3 separate regions of the Sus scrofa genome follow, and regions 1 and 3 are each linked to region 2. A link is a contact called in public Hi-C data. All regions are on one chromosome and are shown on one strand. The core of a region is the stretch at or near the end of the contact, and the rest is flanking DNA. Distances in the headings are between cores, read along the strand shown. Region 1 overlaps SPATS2 (spermatogenesis-associated serine-rich protein 2). Region 2 holds the start of SPATS2 (spermatogenesis-associated serine-rich protein 2). Region 3 holds the start of PRPH (peripherin).

Region 1 (3,025 bases), core at 167-2,666, 120 kb before region 2:
AATCTCAAATTTCTTACCCATTTTCTCCTTTTAATAATTACCTTTTGATTTTCAGTAAAACAGAAATTTTATTTAAAATGCAGGCTGAGGAGTTTCCATAGTGGCACAATAGAAACAAACCCAACTAGGAACCATGAGGCTGTGGGTTCGATCCCTGGTCTCTCTCAGTGGGTTAAGTATCCACTGCTGCCGTGAGCTGTGGTGTAGGTCTGAGCTGTGGTGCAGGTCTCAGACACGGCTTGGATTCTGCATGGCTGTGGCTGTGGCGTACGCCAGCAGCTGTAGCTCCAATTTGACCCCTGGCCTGGGAACCTACATATGCCGTGTGGCTCTAAAAGAGCAAAAAAAAAAAAAGTTTAGGCTGAGGAGTTCTCATCATGACTCAGTAGTCAGCGAACCCGACTAGCATCCATGAGAATTGGGGTTTCACTCCTGAGCTTGCTCAGTGGGTTAAGGATCCAGTGTGGCCATGAGCTGTGATGTAGGTCACAGACATGGCTTGGATTCCCTTGTGGCTGTAGCTGTGGTGTAGGCCTACATATGCCACGGGTGTGGCCCTAAAAAGACAAAAAAAAAAAAAAAAAAAAAAAGGCAGGCTAACTGTGTATCTTGTGGGCATTTTTCTCCGACATGTATAAAGACAAACGACAGACGTCCAAAATAGTTTATGTGCTCCAGCTCATGTTTCACTTCAGATCCTGTTCCTTAACACCCTTAAACTTAAGTCAACTAGGAGCTCCAACGGTGTGCCAGACAAATTTTATTAATTAACAAGAAAAATAAACTTGGGTCTAGAGATGATTATTGCTGGATCAGCAATACGAACAGATTTTACATTTTACCTCCCGGAAAGCCTGATTTTCACCTTTCCAGTTCAGTTTTCATTTGGCCTCAACGTGAGAGCAGTTATCCATATATAATCTCCCTAGTGCACCTGTCAGGTGTAATGTAACCTTACTGTTGCAAATTTGTTAGAATCCTTTCATTTTCTTTTATACTATAACCAACACAAAAAATGGCTTCCTAAGTGACATTAACTCCAAGCTCTGGTTTAGTGCCAAACAGAGTTAGCTTACCTGCCAATTATGACCTAAAGTAGCAACTACAAGGGGCATTGAAATAAGGCAGTTTAAAAACCCAATCAGCCAGAGAGAAGGGCTTTACCCCAGCAGGAAAAGGCAGGTAATCTCTCTTTCCTGAAGTTAAATTGACCTGGTTGCTACGCCTACTGATCAATCCTAAATACACAGTTTCTAGGCAGGAAACCATTCCATTTGTCATTTATTAAAGGAGGCTCCCCCTGGCTGGGTTCCAAGTCAACAAAACTCACAAATCTCTCTCCCGGAACTGTTTCCTGGTTCAGGCTGGTTCTGAACGGAATCGGAGCCTGTGGCTAAGTACTCAGTCAGCTAAACAACCATGGAGACCAGAGGCTTCTCAAGGCAAAGTTGTGGTGTCCTGCTCTTAGCTCTTTGTTCTTTTCTTCAACCAGTAATATTGGATATGACAATAATCCAGGCAAAGGGCACTGTGCTTCCTCCCAGAGGGTCAGAAAGAAATCGGTTACCTAGATAAATTTCCACAGGAAGTCAGAACGTATTTAAGGTGAGTCTGGGAGAATCGGCTGGATTTAGATAAATACAAAAATACAAGAGAGCATATACAGGCTGGAAAAATGGCATTAACTAGCATATGGAAGAGAAAATGTGAACATTAAGTTTTGAGATGAGGAATTTGGCTGGAGCAAAAATGTATAAGAAAAACAGAAGAAATGGCATTATATTCTAGCTCCAAAACCTGAAGGGGAAACTTGGGCCTCAGGACAAAGCATGGGTAGATTAGTACATGAATTATCGATCCTAAAAGTACTTTGCAAATGATAAAAGCAGGGGTCAGTGATTTGGGGGGAAGCGTTACTCTACATCTGCGTTAATTCACTCCCTCTTCAATTCCATGGAACAGAAGGGCGGAGGCTGCCCATACTCCCTCTCCCTCTGTCTCCCGTGGCACGAAGTGACCAGATGAAGTGTGTGAACAGAGGAACATGACCTGAGGGCACAGCCACAGACAAGCAAGAAAACAGATGGATGGTTGGGAGGAAGAGTGGTGTAGGTTCTCTCCACTCACGAAAACTTCCTCTCACATTTCAGATCCTGTAAGTCTCATAAATAAGCAGAACGGACAGTCTTAAAACCCCAAAGATCAACCCAGATGCTTGTCTTCCCATCTTTTTATTTAATTTGGTCTTTAGGTCTTTTTCATTTTCAAAAAAGTCCCTTATAAAATGCAAGTAAATTCCAGAAAGGAGTTATGGTTTAAAAATTAGTTACCACTTTAATATCTAATAGTTAAAATAGCTTCAGTGTTCTAGAAAAAAATCAGAACATATTTCTCCTCCCAAAGAGTCTATAATCAAATACATTTGAGAAATAGCATAGTATAGACCCCTCTTATAAATTCACAAGGCACATTAGCATTGAAAAGACAGTAAAATGTTCAGTAGTTAGAAAATTTTAAGTATTTTCAAAACTCTTTAACTATTAAATATATTTCTCCTACAGAACACATATAAATATACTTTAAGATATGATTATTTTTAGAACATAGTTTAAAAAAACACAAAATTAGAGTTCCCGTCATGGCCCAGCAGAAACGAATCCAACTAGGAGCCATGAAGTCACGGGTTTGATTCCTGGCCTCAATCAGTGGGTTAAGGATTGGGTGTTGCTGTGAGCTGTGGTGTAGGTTGCAGACATGGCCTAGATCTGCTGTTACTGTGGCTGTGGTGTAGGTTGGCATCTGTAGCTCCGATTTGACCCCTAGCCTGTGAATCTCCATACGCTGCAGGTGCAGCCCTAAAAAGCAAAAACAAACAACCAACCCACCCCAAAACCCCACAAAATTAAAATAAATGAGTGATTAATAACAGGACATAGAAAAGAACCACCAGGGTGGGGAGCATTAAAAGGATGAAAGGAGGATGAAAGAGAGCATAGGATTTTTAGGTCTTTTCCAATAAGTAGAG
Region 2 (3,005 bases), core at 40-2,539:
GGTGGTACGTGACCATTTCTCATCGAGAAACTGTAATTCTAACAAAGTACAAGTAACTTAGATTTTATCAAGGCTAAATAAAAACAAACTTGTGGTTCTCTCCCAAACATCCTAAACTCTGCATTATCAATAACTAAACTCAAAGCACAATTCCTATTTTTAGTGGTCTGTCCTCTCTTGCTTCATTAACCACAGGTAAATTATACAGAGGGGAAAGAAATATTACAAGCATGTTTTATCAATGAAATAAATGGACTACACAGGATAACCATATTATTAAGAGTGTCTTGTACTCCTTGGCAGAGGGACATGCCAGAGAAAGATCCATCTTCTAAAAGAAGCCAGTCATCCTGGATGAATTAGGAGAAAAATGCCACTCCAGTCCACCTACCCTATACTCTCTAACTGGATTTACCCTTCCGCTTTAATTCAAATCCAAACCGCATTTATTTTCTTTCTCTGCCCCTCTTTGCTTTATTTTCCGTTCCGTTTCCCGCCCCTCCTCAATTCCAAGAATGCCCTTCTATCTCTTATTTTTAAATCCTACTTTGCCTCCAAATCCTAAGAACCTCCGATAGCCACACAGCTGACCTTACGCATCCCCGATGAATTCTCAATTCATTGTACTTCTCATACCAAACGATCCATTCTTTCATGCCTTTCGATCTCTCGTCTCTTAAAATCCAGTGCCCCACACAAGCTCACACCAAGAGTCCCCCCCTCACTCCATTGTTTCCCCGGCCTATGCTTCTGGAAACCCCCCAATTCGGACCCGGTGTCTTCCGCCCGCCCCACTGACCCCAGAAACCTTTCACCATCTGGGCACTCCAGGTCCCAAGGACTCACATCCCCCTCCTCTCGGTACCCCAACCCCCAACTACTGCCCCCTCCCCCGTGCCCTCCCTCAAGCCCGCTCTTTACACCTCTGTGCCCCTCTTCATCCCCCACCAACCCTCCGCCCAGCACCCTCAGCCTCACCTACCCCGGGCCTCCGCAGTCTCCGCGTCCCCCCAGTTCCGGCTCTGCGTCCGGGACGCTCCGGGGTCTGAGAAGAGGAAAGGAGCTCCTCCGCCGCCTCCTCCGGCTCTTCTAGAGCCACCTCCGTCGCCGCCGCGCTCCTCCCCCAGCTCTCTCGGAGCCGGGCGCCGCCCCGCCCCTCCGCCCCTTTCCTCGCTACCCTCCTCAGCCGGGTGGCGGGCTGGGAATCGCAGCGGCGGCTGGGGGCCGAAGTGCCAGCGGATCTACACCGACCTCGCCGGGGCTCGAGCTCTTCGCCCCGCCCCGCAGCCCGCTCGGGCGCGTGCGCGCCGGCCAGCCAGCGCACAGGGCGCGTGCTCGCGCCGGCGCGAACTCGGCGCGCCGAGCTCGAGGCCGTTGCAGCCAACCGGTGCGCGAGGGAGGCGTGAGGCGGCCGGCCAGCCGAGGAGCTGCGCGCGGGGAAGCTCGCGGAGAGAGGCGCCTCCAGTCCGTCGGGTTACCGCTCCTCTCGTGGACCGGTCCCTCGCGCTTCGCACTGCCCGCCGGGCCGGGCACCCGAGTTGAGGGAGCTCGGATGTCCGGGGATTGGGAAGAACGAGGAAGGGAAGGGATAGGAGGAATAGGTAGGGAACAAAGTAGATGGACGTGAGGACGGGTGGGGCAAGAGATCGTGCCCTCGTGCAGAATGGCCCGTGCCCCGAAAGAGCCGGGCGGAGTGGGGTGGGGGGCACAGCGCGTGCTGGTAGTAGAGGGCCTGAGCTGGAACTGCCGGAAAGAGCCGAAACTCCCCGGAGGTTGCCGAAGGCGGCCGCCTCGAAGGGAACCTCGAGAGGGGCTTTTCTCTCTAGGTCCAGGCGGGGACTTGGTCTCCCAGGCTTCTCCCGCTTCCCGTGCCACGACTCTGCCCCAACAGCTTAACACCACTTTCACTTTTGCCTCTGTCCCGACCCAAGATTTACTCCAAAAGGCCATTTCAGAACCACTGACTACGGGAAATGTCCTGATTCCGTAGCCACTCAGCCTCCTGGGAATCCATACAGGCTGGTAAGGAGTTGGTGGGGAGCAGTGCACCTCCCCAGCTGGGCAGAGGATAACTTCGGGAGCAAACTGAGGGACCTCTGCCATGACCCCGGACACAACTGCCCAAGTCCATTTCCTCGTTGGATTTCTAGTCTACTGAGTTGTCTGCATCCCTTTAGGCGGCTGTGGTCAGTTACACTGACGGTCGAATCTTTATGTTAAATATTCTTCTGTCTTCGTGGTTAGTTTCCCAAGCACCCCAAGGCCAGAACCATTTCTAATTGTGCACCTTTCTAGACAGTGTTCACGTGTGAAGCACTCACCGCATTGCCAAAGGGGTTGATGATTAGGAGTGGCTTAAAGGTCGGGTATTTAGGCAATCAACCTTGAAAATGTGATTAAGAATCTGTCCCCGTGTTCTTAACTTTTGAGACCAAAGCAAAAGGGGCTCTGGACAGGCACCAATGACAAGCCAGAGTGTATATGAGCGTATATAGGCACCACAGAAACAGTGTAGTTTTGGTTTTCACAGATTTGTTATTACAGTTTCAGGACAAGTAATGGAATAGTGTAATCTCTGCCAAGTCATCAGGTCCTTTGGTTTTTAACTTTGCAAGGAGTGAAGGATCAAAAATCCTCTGGAGCCCACTGGCCCCTAGTTAAATAATGCCTAACCTAATCCACCCATATCATTTACAGATCTAAAGAAAAAGGACTAGGTAGGTCATCCCACTAGTTAGGGCAGTATACCATGTGCTGCTTACTACTGAATCTTTCAAAGACTCAAATAGAAGTAAAACTGTTCTCTTTTCATTAGATAAATTGATCACCCAATGAGCAGTGGGCATTGTTCTAGATGTGGGTCACTTAACAGAATAAAACTAGATCATTATCCTCAAGGAGGGTATCCAGTTGTAATGGAGGATAAAGCTATTAAATAATTAACTATATCATGTGATAAGTGCTGAAACAGAAAAGTGCAGAGTGGTGTAGGAACAAAGAGAATG
Region 3 (2,756 bases), core at 49-2,548, 64 kb after region 2:
GTTGCTGCCTGGCGCCAGCTCTGCCGCTAATGGACTGGCCTCTTCCCCTCCCCCTCCCTTGGACACTTGGCCAGGGGGTTGCCTGCTGATGTCTCAGCCTTAAAGACACAGATCCCAAATCTACCCCAGGCCCCAACAAGGTGGGCTCATCAGAGGGGCTGAGGGTGACTGGGCAGCTCTGGGTCTCACTGGGGAGGGTCTGTGCCCTGCCAGAGGCTGAGCCCAGGGAGGTAGTGTGTGCTGTCTGGCTTCACTGGATTCTCCCTTCCCCCAGTCAACTGCTGCTCAGTCACGGGCCTTTCGGGAACCACAGCGGCGATTCCTGAGGTAGGAAGGGGAGGGGGCTGAGGGGCGGCAGCTGCTGCCAAGGCTGAGATGTGGACACACTGGCAGGAACCAGTTTCCAGTACTGAGGAGTTGCAGGTACCCAGCACTGGGCGGGGCTAGATGGGAAGAGAAGGCGAAAGAGAAGGCGCCCATCCCTATCAGTTCAGGGACCAAAAGAGGAGAGAGAAGGCCCAGGACAGAGCCACAAGCCTGTGCACACAATCAGATGCATATTGTGATAGCACCGTACACCTGTGTGCACACACAGACATGCACAACCACACAGCCCTTTATACCCTCCCCCACCCCAGAGTTAGCAGAGAGGCTGATGTCTGGCCTTTGCATGTCAAACAGCTTCCAGAGACGCAGGCCCAGCCTGCCCAGGAATGCCCGTTGTGGATGGTCTGCCGGCGCCACGGTGCCGAGGGCTGTGTTGTCGGGAGCTAGGGGGCTGCTGCTGCACCACTGCTGGGGACTCCAGGGCTTTCCAGTGAGGACAGGTCCGCCACAGATTGGTCCTGAGGATGAGAGCTGGGCATCTGAGGAAACAGGTTTGGGACTCCCGCCTGGATCTCTGGCTGAGGGGGTGGGGAGGGCAGCTCCCTGGCCAGCCATCTCCTCAGCATTGCAGGGCAGCGGAGCCTCCCCCTCTTTGTGAGTCCTCTGAGATGGGCCAACGCCCTCTCGATCACATCCCTACTGCCTCGCCTCTGTCTCCTCTCCGGGCCCCTCCTTCCTTCCGGGCTATTAGTCTCTCCCTGCACAGCTGCCAGGTCCTTCTCCTTGATGAGTCTGGTTTGGTTGCCAGGGGAATGGGAAGAGGGAGGATGGGAGAGAGGGGATGGGATGGATAAAACAGGCCTGTCCCTACCAACTCTTGGAAGTGGGAGGGTAGGGTCCTGCCTGGGTTGGGAGAGGGGGGCTTGATGGGTGTGAGGGGGGACTAGGGAAGCCTTGGTGCTTTCTGATGCAGCCCTGGGCTCTGAGCCCCAGCTGCCGTTGCAGCCCCACCTACTGCAGCCTAGGTCCTGCCCTGCCCCTGCCCCTGCCAGCTGTCCTTAGGAAGCAAACTGGAAGTCGGAGCTGGCACTTCAAACAGAGGGGCAGGTAAGGCTTGGGGAAGACCAGCTCAGGCTTTATTTTTCCAGGGAGATCCTGATAGACCAAGCCTTTCAGAGTAGAGGCCCCTAGGGCTGGCCCGGGATTTACCAGTAGGGTTCCCATCCCCTCCCCTGCTTCACCTTCCAGCTTACTACCCAGAAGCCTCAGAGTAGAGGGAACCAGGGCCACCTTGGCAGGACTCTGGGGGCTGTGTAGCCAATCCAGCCGGAGCCTGGCCTGGGTTTGGGAACCAGGCCTGCTGACAACACAGAGGAGACTCCTCCCCCTTACTCAGAAAGAAGAAGGCCTGGGAGGTCTTAGAGCCAGAAGAAAGGTAGGAAAGTGTCAAGGTTAAGAGCCAGAGCTCTGGCATCCAGCTGCCAAGCTTCCCATCTATTCCAACATGCTGTTATACCAATTTATGCTCATTGCTATGTCCTCCCATGGCCCCAGCAAAGGGAGGATAAGTGTAGCTCCCACCTCATAACTGGGAGGATTAAATAAATAACATGTAGGAGTTCCCTGGTGGCTCAGTGGATTAAGGATCTGGTGTTGTCACTACTGTGGCTGTGGTTACTGCTATGCCACAGGTTTGATCTCTGGCCCGGGAACTTCTTCGTGCCAAGGGTAAGGCCAATAAAAAATAAAATAAAATAAAATAAAATAAAACTTGTAAAGCATTTAGAACTCATATCATAAAGACTGGAAATTTCAGCTAATTTTATTACTGCTGCTACTACAACAACTACTACTGTTAGAACTCTCTAGAGTTGGGGAGTTCCGTCAGAAACGTATCCAACTAGGAACCATTAGATTGCAGGTTCGACCCCTGGCCTCACTCAGTGAATTAAGGATCTGGCGTTGCCATGAGCTGTGGTGTAGGTTGCAGACATGGCTTGCATCTGGCATTGCTGTGGCTGTGGAGTAGGCCAGCGGTTACAGCTCCAATTAGACCCCTAGCCTGCAAATCTCCATATGCCGTGGCGGTGGCCCTCAAAAGACAAAAGACAGAAAAAATAAAATAAAATCTCTAGAGTGATATGGTCAGCCCCTAAGTGCAGTGAGGATCTGGACTTCCTTCAGGTTGACCCACTAAGAGCAGTGCTGGACTGGGGTGGCAGGAGCCCAGTACTTCCTGGCTGTTGGAGGGAGGGGAGGGTGGCTTCATCTTCCTCAGTGCACTAGGTAGATAGTCTACTGATTAAGGCTTGAACTCCAGGAATTCCTGCTGTGGCCTGACAGGATGGTTGGTGTCTCTGCAGCTCTAAGATGTAGGTTCCATCCCTGGGGCAGTGCAGTGGGTTAAAGGATTTGGCCTGGGAATTCCA

What was found. Hi-C and Micro-C count contacts between places; a contact is called where the count stands out from the background.
Region 1: a contact with region 2 is called in a Hi-C map of fetal liver, with 1.8 times the contacts expected there. A contact is called at or near these places in 4 of 5 promoter capture datasets (fetal liver, fetal skeletal muscle, liver and 1 more), 29 of 47 Hi-C or Micro-C datasets (adipose tissue, alveolar macrophages, blood and 15 more) and 2 of 2 datasets of targeted methods (alveolar macrophages and skeletal muscle).
Region 3: a contact with region 2 is called in a Hi-C map of epiblast stem cells, with 2.7 times the contacts expected there. A contact is called at or near these places in 3 of 47 Hi-C or Micro-C datasets (embryonic fibroblasts and epiblast stem cells).

The regions. Positions count from the first base shown.
Region 1 is chr5:15,462,187-15,465,211 of Sscrofa11.1, reverse strand. The region is part of intron 8 of SPATS2 (spermatogenesis-associated serine-rich protein 2); the gene reads right to left. Among named protein-coding and RNA genes, the nearest start is that of KCNH3, 31 kb to the left of the region's middle.
Region 2 is chr5:15,345,906-15,348,910 of Sscrofa11.1, reverse strand. SPATS2 (spermatogenesis-associated serine-rich protein 2) reads right to left here and starts at 1,289. Exons shown (of 13, transcript XM_021091602.1): 1 at 979-1,289.
Region 3 is chr5:15,281,941-15,284,696 of Sscrofa11.1, reverse strand. PRPH (peripherin) reads right to left here and starts at 1,298. Exons shown (of 9, transcript XM_021091600.1): 1 at 1-1,298.